2 separate regions of the Zea mays genome follow, and region 2 is linked to region 1. A link is a contact called in public Hi-C data. All regions are on one chromosome and are shown on one strand. The core of a region is the stretch at or near the end of the contact, and the rest is flanking DNA. Distances in the headings are between cores, read along the strand shown. Region 1 holds the start of LOC103648233 (zinc ion binding). Region 2 holds the start of LOC100273022.

Region 1 (4,459 bases), core at 1,836-4,335:
CTTGTCCATAGAACCATGGCATGGCATGCCTTTCTTATCTACATGCTTATTGTGGTTATATATCACAAGAGCCACAGATGGTTCAACAATCAAGCGCTTCACAATAAAATGGCACACACATCCCCTCTTTGTATTAGGGCGGCCAGCAGGTGTTTTTCTCTTTTCCGCGATGGGCCTGCTAGGCCGTACATTACCACCCTTCCTATAATCATCTGGACCAAAAGAACACCAATACCTGCATAGAATAGAGCCATCACGTCCAAAATTGCACTCTGAATTTTAACATCTGGAACAAGGAACTGCAGTACTGCACTAATATAATCATTTGAAGAGGTGAGACAACTAAACAACCTACAGCCTAGGGTCATGTCTGATGAAAAACACAGGTAATGCTTCAAATTGCTTACAGAATATACTCAAGTATCCCATCAACTTTGGGCTTGCAGTTCATTGTCGGAGGACGCCTTCTCCGTGCTTCAACATGAAATCTTGATGGACAATCTTTGTTGTTCGACTCTCCTCTGACAAAGTCATTCACCCTAGAATATGGAATCAGCGCAAGCCTATCCATAGAATCCCTCCAGCCCTCCACCATTGACCACGAGATATCCGCTGCTGAGAACTCCAATGATGGTGGGTTCTGAACTGGAAGAGTCAAAATTTCATCCCACCTAGTCATCTGCATGTACAGCAGTCGACCTCATCACAGACAAGGAGTGGTAAAAAAAACATAAAATAGCCAATCAATTACAGTGCCACCAGTACCCCCAGCAAGTTATATTCTATAACCCCATTTTCTAGTAACCCATCGCTTTGTCATTTTGGCAAGACTGTAGGACTATGTAGAGCACAAACAAATTCATCAGAACATCAGACACAAAATTAGGATAAAAAAGGATTGGAACTGAGATTAACTTTGTATTTGTAATTCAATCCAGAACACTGGGACGGGATGAAGTAATCATCACTTATGCATAACAAGCTATTCTAGAAAAGTGTGAACGCTACATTGATTAGTGACACTGAATATTTATTTTGCAACAGATGTCTGTTCTTGAGGTTCAAGTAAATTATCATTTGTAATTTGCATAATTATTTGAGTGGAGTGCATTTCCGGTCCTTAAACTTGTGCGGTTGTGTATTGTGTCAACCCGGTCCATAAACTTTTAAAGTGTCTCTTAAAAGTTTAATCTTGTTTGGGTCTCTGTTACGCCCAAACGGACCCGGTAAGAGGTCTTCTTCCTCGAGCCGACACGGGGGTGGGCACGCGTCCGAGAGGAGCTTGCCGGCGACAATCACCCCACGACGTGGCGAGCCAACTCTGGCGCTTGCCGCCGCCCGAGACAGAGCCTGCGGCGCGGGACTCGCTGGTGGACGCCAGGTGCGTCCTCCATTCGTCCCTGGCGATGCGGCCCAGGACACGGCCCCATCTATTGGTCATGTGGCGCTCCCAGAGGTGGTCGCCACGGCAGCGCTCGTGCATGGAGCCGGAGATGGCGGCCATGCTTCGCAGCTCCGCCGGCCACAACTTCTCGAGAATGCAATCGATGGCCAGCTCCAGCAGGTCGAGCACCGACGGCTCACCGCCAGTGGGGGTGGTGGCCGCCTCCTCAGCATTCTCCACCGTGGCCGCGGCCCGCTTCCGAGCAGAGATGGCACGAGTTGTTGGCACAAATAGGTGAGGAACAATCTCATGTCACGCGTGCATGGCCTCGACAGCAAGAGCAGGAAGACGACAGCGAAGGCGGGGAGCAGGGAAAGCATCAGCACGTGCAGGTGCCTCTGTCGGAGCGCCCGCTGCTCCGTCCTTATGTGGATAAACAACAGCAGGCGATGCAAGGAGCAGTGGAGCTGTTGTTGCTACGAACAAGACCACATCAAGAGCTCGCTTTCTTTCTCCGCCTGATCGGAGGAGTCGTGCAGGTGACGCGATGGAACCCACTTTGCGTCACATCGTCGCCGTGATCGCTGATGGCCAGAGGCGCCATGTGATCACTAGGCGGAGGAACAGGATCAGCTCTGGCGTGGGGCCCAAGAAGCTGCTGGTTGTCGCTAGCAAGCTCCTCTCAAACGCATGTCCCTCCCCGTGTTGGCTCGATAAAGAAGAAGACCTCTTATCGGGTCTGTTTGGATCCCTTTGGACGTAACATAGACCCAAACAGATCACTTTAAAAGCTTATGGACCGGGTTACACAGTCGCACAAGTTCGACCGGAAATGCACTTTACTCTAATTATTTGGCACACATTTCTAGTGATAATTGAATAGACTATTGTAAAACACAGGAATAGCATCGTGGTGCGTAAATGACCTAAATGTGAAACCGCAGACACGCACATTTCATCAAACACCAAGGCTGCACTGCATTAGGTAGGAAAGGGGACCAAGAACATGGAACCAGTAAGGAACCTTACCGCTACTGTTGCACACCCGCAGGGATTGACGACGAGGACGGAGATGCCGCGCTACGGTCGGGTGTTGCCAGCACCGCCTCGTGGTGGGTCACGCCCACGCCGGTGGCACCTGGTTACGGCGGGCGGCGGCGGCGGCGGCTGCTGCCTTGTTATATCTGTGCTGGTGCTCTCGGCTCTCCGCGCCACCTCGCTGGTGAACGGCACTCGCGCTCTTGATCCGCGGTGGCCGCCGCGTCTGGCTGCCTCGGAGGGTCCGCGCCCGCGCCCGCGCACGCAGGGCCGCCCGCTTGGCGCCTTGCGGCTGAGGAACGGAGGAGGGAAGGGCGTGCCGCCAGGGGCCAGAGAGCAGCGCCGAGAGGGCGGGGCCGCGTGAGGTGGAGGCGTGGCGGCGCCGCGCCGAATCGCCGAGCAGGGAGGAGCGGGAGCGGGAGCGCCGCCGCTGGCGGGGGTGCGGCTTCGGGACGGGAGCTGAGAGTGGAAGAGCTCGCGGGCGTAGCCGCGTAGGGAAAATCTGAGCGCGTTTGCAAGTCGCAAGTACGAGGTGACCCCCATCGATTCGCAATCGAACGGACGACGTCGCTTGCTTGTCCGATCTGACGGTCACTGTGTTTTCCGGCGACGTGGTGCTATCTTGCAACAGCGGGGCGGAAGAGATCGAGGTGACCCAGGGTTAATTTACCAGTGACTGCGGCACACAAATTATTTAGGTCCCGTTTGTTTTCTTTATTTCGAGAAATCAGAAACGGAGTAGACTATTATTTTAAAATATAATATTACACCACTTTTAAAAGTTTATATATAAGACTACTTCAAATTTATAAGATGTAAAATGAAAATTAATTTTATAGATTAATATACTATTTTCTAATTTATAACTTATAGCACATTTTTTTACTTGCTACTTCTTTATGTCGGATGTGGATCCCAACGATAACGGTTTCATCAGCTACAAATGGATCACATGTTGTTCCATCGGGAAGGAGCCGAGCCGGACCTGAGACTTAAATTCGGTAAATTCTGATTAAAATCGATAATCAAATTGGTAATACTATAAAATGATTTCGAAATCGATTCTAAAATACAATACTGATACCAAATTTGTTTTCGAAAAAGACCGTTATCAGTGAGTCGGATAAAAAAATCGAAAACGATTTTCGAAAAACTGGAAAAAAATCCGAAATTGTTTTCATCCCTAACAACAACGTACCGGTTCGGATGGGACTTGTTTTAATCGGAGCCATTGATTCTCGATCGAACGGATACGGTAAAGGCGCGGGAATTAGAGATGTCAATGGGGTCCTGAAACCCGATTACCTGTCGGGAATTCCTCTATTAGGGTTAGGGTATGGGTTAAAATTGATCCCCATGGATATAGATTTAGGAGAAATCCTTTCCCTATCGGGTGTGGCGGATACAGGTTTGGGAGGGCTAAATCCGAACCCGATTACCCATGCGGCTGTTTTACCCGATTTACTACAACATCCAGGCTTCAATGATAAAATATGTACTAAGAGATATTTCTATCTACTGTTTGACTATATTTGTGATATGTGGACATGTGGTACTAGAAGACACTATTTATTTTCCATTAGTATGTTAATGAAACTACAAAATATGCATGCTAAAATGTTGAATTGTGTTGTGTCCATATGCTGAAATTCTGAAATGTTGAATAGTCGGGTCGGATACGGGTCCCCATGGGTATTTGGTACCCGGTCGGGGATGGTTATGGGAAGATTTTCGGTTCAGGGATGGGAGCGGGTCTGTGCTCATGAGTACGGGTCCGGGGAGTTAATCCCTGGTGGGGAATTCTATATTAACATCTCTAGTGGGAATAATAGGCAGGGCATTTTCCAAAAGAGCTATGTTCTTTGTTAAAACCAACCCGCCGTCCTTAAAATCAATCAAAATAAATAAAAGTAAATTAAGACTTTGCGAATCAGCCCGGTAGGTTATTTCTAGGTATAAAATTAATACCAAATACCATGGAAACTTGTATAGTCCATAACTTACTCCTTTTGGCGACGATTTAACCTGTTCCAGTTG
Region 2 (4,584 bases), core at 1,305-3,804, 290 kb after region 1:
CACCCATTGTCGGCCGGTCAAGTTCGTTATCCTGAATACACCAAAATGCAACTTTGCATAGCCTTAAAGCCTCTTCCAAGTTGAACTCGCCGTGCAGCTGTGGATCTACCAAGCTATTCACATCTCCGTCGTGGAGCATCGTCGTGATGGCCTGCAACGGGAAATAAGAAACGTGGCAGCTGTTGGTGGTGTATACCTTAGGCGAGTTCCTCCTCCCTGACACGATCTCCAGCAGCACCATTCCGAAGCTGTAGGCGTCCACTTTTTCGGTGATGGCTTCTCCACCGATCCACTCCGGGGCAAGGTAGCCTATGGTTCCTCTGAACGTAGTGAGGACGCGGCTGAAATCCCTGGGCACGATCGCCGCCATCCCGAAATCCGCGATCTTTGGGACGAGCGACGCGTCGAGGAGTATGTTCTCCGGCTTGATGTCGCAGTGGATGATGCGCTCGCGGCAGCCCTCGTGCAGGTACGCCAGCCCTCTCGCGACCCCGACGGCGATCTGGTACCTCGTGCTCCAGTCTAGGACGACGACACCATCCTTTCCACCACCACCGCCGCCATTACTATTGAACAGATGGACGTCGAGAGAACCATTGACCATGTGCTCGTACACTAGCAACCTTTTATCGCTCTCGCAGCAGAAACCGACCAGTTTCACCAGGTTGATATGCTGGATCAGGCCTATCGAACTCACCTCAGCCCTGAATTGCTTCTCTCCCTGACGAGCACCATCTAGTAGTCTTTTCACCGCTATAGTAGTGACCGCGGAACCATCGTCGTCCCTCCCTAGAATCGTTCCCTTGTACACAGAACCAAATCCGCCGCCTCCTAGCCTGTCAGAGAAGTTTCTTGTCGCGTGGCGTAGGTGACTATACGTGAATGATCTAATAATCGTCCCATCGCAATCTTGGGTGTTGCTTGTTCTCCTCCAGCTGCAAACGAGTAGTACGATGAGCGCAATTATCACAAAACCACCGGCCGCAATGCTTGCAGCAGTAACAACTGTCGCCTTAGATGGGCGGCCTGATCTTTGGTTCTCTCTCAGCGTCTGCAGATCCTTGGCAGAGAGGCGAAGGTAGAGAGTGTCGCCGGTGGTACTTGCTGTTGCGGTGTTAAGCAATTCTCCACGCCAGATAGAGCACCCACCACCACCACCACCAGTAGTGCTAGCATATGAGTAAGCAGTGCAAGAGCAATCAGTGGCACAAGCCTGGCCACATCCATCAGCGTCAGTTGCTTTCATGGGCACGGGGTCGTAGGCCAACTGAACGCCAGGCACGGGCAAGAACCTGTCCGTGGCGCAATCGAGTTGGTTGTTCCTCGTGCACCCTCCCGCTCGATCGTCGAGGTCCCATTCACTGGGCGACCTGATAGAGAATCCCTCCATGCAATCGCAGGACATGTTCGCGTTGTTGTCGCCGCCGCCGGTGGTGGTGCAGACAGTGAAAGGTCCACAGGCAGCGTGGACGCTGCAGGGATTCATGGGCTGGGTGTAGAAGTCTCGCCAGGCGTGGCTGCTCTCCACCCACACGCGCCCCTTGATCTGGCCAGAGGTCTCCACGGCGGTGTACACGGAGAGGGTGTCGTTGGGTATGGTGTAGATGTAGTACTGCTCCTGGGCGTTGTCGATCTGGTTGTAGCTGATGAAGCCGCTGTCGCTGGGATCCACGTCCGACAGTGAGAATGTGCCCGACGCCCAGTACACGACGGAAGAGGAGCACTGGCTGAGTATGATCCCCTGGGAGAACCGTGAGTCCACCCCGACGCAGTAGGAGCCGCGGGCCGGGTTCGCCCTGTTCTTCCTCGACACGAAGACGCGGTTCAACCCCGTCACCTTGTTCCTGCCCAGCTTGGATCCCGGGAGGTACACGTCTGTTGGGTAGTCGAAGCTCTGCCACCGGACCTTGGACGCGTCCGAGGCCGAGGCGTCGCGCACCACCAGGTTGCCATTGTGGGTGAGCTCGGCGACGGTGTTGGTGGTGTTGGTGCTGGTGTTGTTGGTGTTGGTGCTGGTGGTGTTGCTGCTGGTGGTGGTGGTGGACCAAACGACTAGGGTTTCAGTTCTTTGAGGAGCGTTGTTGTCCTCCTGGACTACTACAAGGTTCCCGTCTCTAGAGATTTGCAGAGTCCGTTTGGGGAGGAGCTTATTATTGGGGTCTGCGTCTGGGTCGGTGAACGGGTCATCCCGGTTAGCAATCCAGACCGGAGTGAAGACTGGGATCTTGTTGAACCAGATGCCTAGGTACCAGTTGGAGACGGCGGTGGTGTTGCTGTTGTTGTCAGAGGAGGAGGAGGACTTACTGGCGGCGGGTGTGGTGGTGGTGCCGGACGGGAAGAAGCCGAGCGCGAACTTGCCGTTCCTGGAGACGAGGGTGTCGCCGACAGCGAGCGCCTGGCCCGCCGCGAGAGTGTGGTAATTCGCACAAGAGCACGGCCTGGGGCTGTGCAGCAGCAGGGAGACGAGGAAAAGCCCGACCAGTAGTGTGTAGCTGTAGGGTGAAGCAGGCATGGTGAACGAGAGATGTGGGTGTCTCTGTGCACGCATGCATGCATGCCCTGCCGTTATGAGAAGGGGAGGGGTCCGAGGGGATGATATATAAGAAGGGACTAGTAATAATCCATGTCATTGGTTAGTGGTTACCCGCATCAGTCTATCCTAAATTATCGCGTGCTTTAACTTTAACTTAGCATATGTTTAATTGTATATATTGGCCGCATGAGTTGATGTAAAATAAGTTATTCAAAAATCGGCATATAAGCCAGAAATAGGTGGGCTCGTATGGATTGGACGTGCGGACGCACTAAACCAATCATAAGCAATGTGAACGCGTGCTGCGCTGGTCACGATCCAGGTCAATCGTTCACACACGCGATCGATCGATCGAGATTCCTTCTCGCCTCATCAAGTGGGGAAAAAACAATGGAGCAAGACCAGGGCAGCCATTGTTGACCGCTTGTCACATCTCCTGGCACCATGTTGGTTGAGATGAGCTTTTGAGCGAGCTTGGTCCCACTCCCAACGAGAGACGAAACCGTGTCCCTTCTTCCAGTCTAATAATAAGACGTGGACGCCACTTGACCAGCTGACCACTGTCGGAAGACCTGCACAGGGTACCGGCAGCCACTCCTCGTTTTACGTACACGTGAGTATTTATCAGAATAGATAAAAAAAATAGTAATGGGTGGAAAGTAGGAAAAGAAAATGATATTTTATGTTTATAGTGAGATACATGGGGTGTATTTAGAAGGAACCGTTGCGAGAGATAAAAAAAGTAGGGTATGAAACCAGCTTGGTGAGGTGGTTGCATAGTGCGGTATGGGTAGGAAGAATTTAGCCTTATATGTATATATGTCAGGGAATGGATATTGTAGTTATATGTAGCTAACACTTAAACAGGTATATATGTAGTTAACACTTAACATGTGATGGTGTAATTCCATCAACCTCTTTCCCCTTGTACTGTTCACGTAATCTTGTAATCACTTGCACGCGTCACCTGGATTATTGCCTTCTGCCAAGACGAAAGTATAAATGTAATTAAATGTTATATTTTTGATATTTGAATTTATATAATAAAATATATAAATAAGTTTATGTGTTTTGACATATTATTCCTTCATGTTGTATATTTTATATTACATCTCTTATTATCTTACAATTCTGATTATTGCTCATGACCTTCGTCCAAAGTGCATTGTGTCCCTGGGGAGATAATGCTTCAATGGACGAAGGTCATTAACATTTAACATTTTATGTTGCCTTGTTCTTAATTCGAAGCATTTGAGAAAAAGTCCCCAACATACATAACTTCATATCAGCAGAGGTCTGAATGGAAACTAATCCAGTCCTCTTATTCATGTCCTAGAACTAGAGATGGCCAAACGGACCGTCCGGCCCTGTCCGATGAAGTCCGGCTCATTTTGGGCACGACCTGCCAGACACGATTAGAAAACCGGGGCTGGGCCGTCTAAGTCCGCGGTCTCGATTTCCTGTCCGAGCTCGACCCGCAGCGGGCCCGGCCCGTTTAGCAGGAAAAAAGCGGGCCGAAAAGCGGGTTAAGTGTACCGGTAAACATGTTTTAGTGCAAAAAACGGGTTTAACGGGCTTAGAGATAAACGGCCCCTGCCGGGCTAGCCTACCGTGCCTAATTTTCTGTCCGAGCCCAGCCCGCTTATTCGTGCCAGGCCGGCCCGGACCCGCATAGAATAAGGCTGTGCCGGGCTCGAACCAAGCCAAAACAGCGGGCTTCGTGCCGGACTCGCGGACCTTGTGTTTATTGGGCCTTTATACCTAGAACCTTTCCACTTTTTTATTGATATAAAGATGCCAAGGCCAACAAAGGTGCATGCTCCGTGCTCGTGGTCAAAGTTTCTCTGGAACGAGTGCTAGCTAGCCAGATTTTGGCCCCCCGCGCGTAGTACTTTTTATTGCCACCTTTCTGACCCACTTGTTCTTATCTTCTTTGGAAGCATTCATGAGAATATATGTCAGAAAATAAGTAGCCAGTAGGCGGAGTCAGTGGCGTAGCTAGAATTTTTTCGTGAGGTATGCCATTAGAATTTTTTATAAATAATTTAATA

The links. Hi-C and Micro-C count contacts between places; a contact is called where the count stands out from the background.
Region 2: a Hi-C map of bundle sheath shows a contact between it and region 1, with 1.9 times the contacts expected there. The contact joins the promoter of LOC100273022 here to the promoter of LOC103648233 in region 1. A contact is called at or near these places in 3 of 25 Hi-C or Micro-C datasets (bundle sheath, ear and leaf).

The regions. Positions count from the first base shown.
Region 1 is chr2:238,816,977-238,821,435 of Zm-B73-REFERENCE-NAM-5.0, forward strand. It overlaps LOC103648233 (zinc ion binding), which reads right to left and starts at 3,086. Exons shown (of 6, transcript XM_008672725.3): 1 at 2,414-3,086; 2 at 408-679; 3 at 1-235. The coding sequence starts at 679.
Region 2 is chr2:239,105,527-239,110,110 of Zm-B73-REFERENCE-NAM-5.0, forward strand. LOC100273022 reads right to left here and starts at 2,555. Exons shown (of 1, transcript NM_001367776.1): 1 at 1-2,555. The coding sequence starts at 2,548.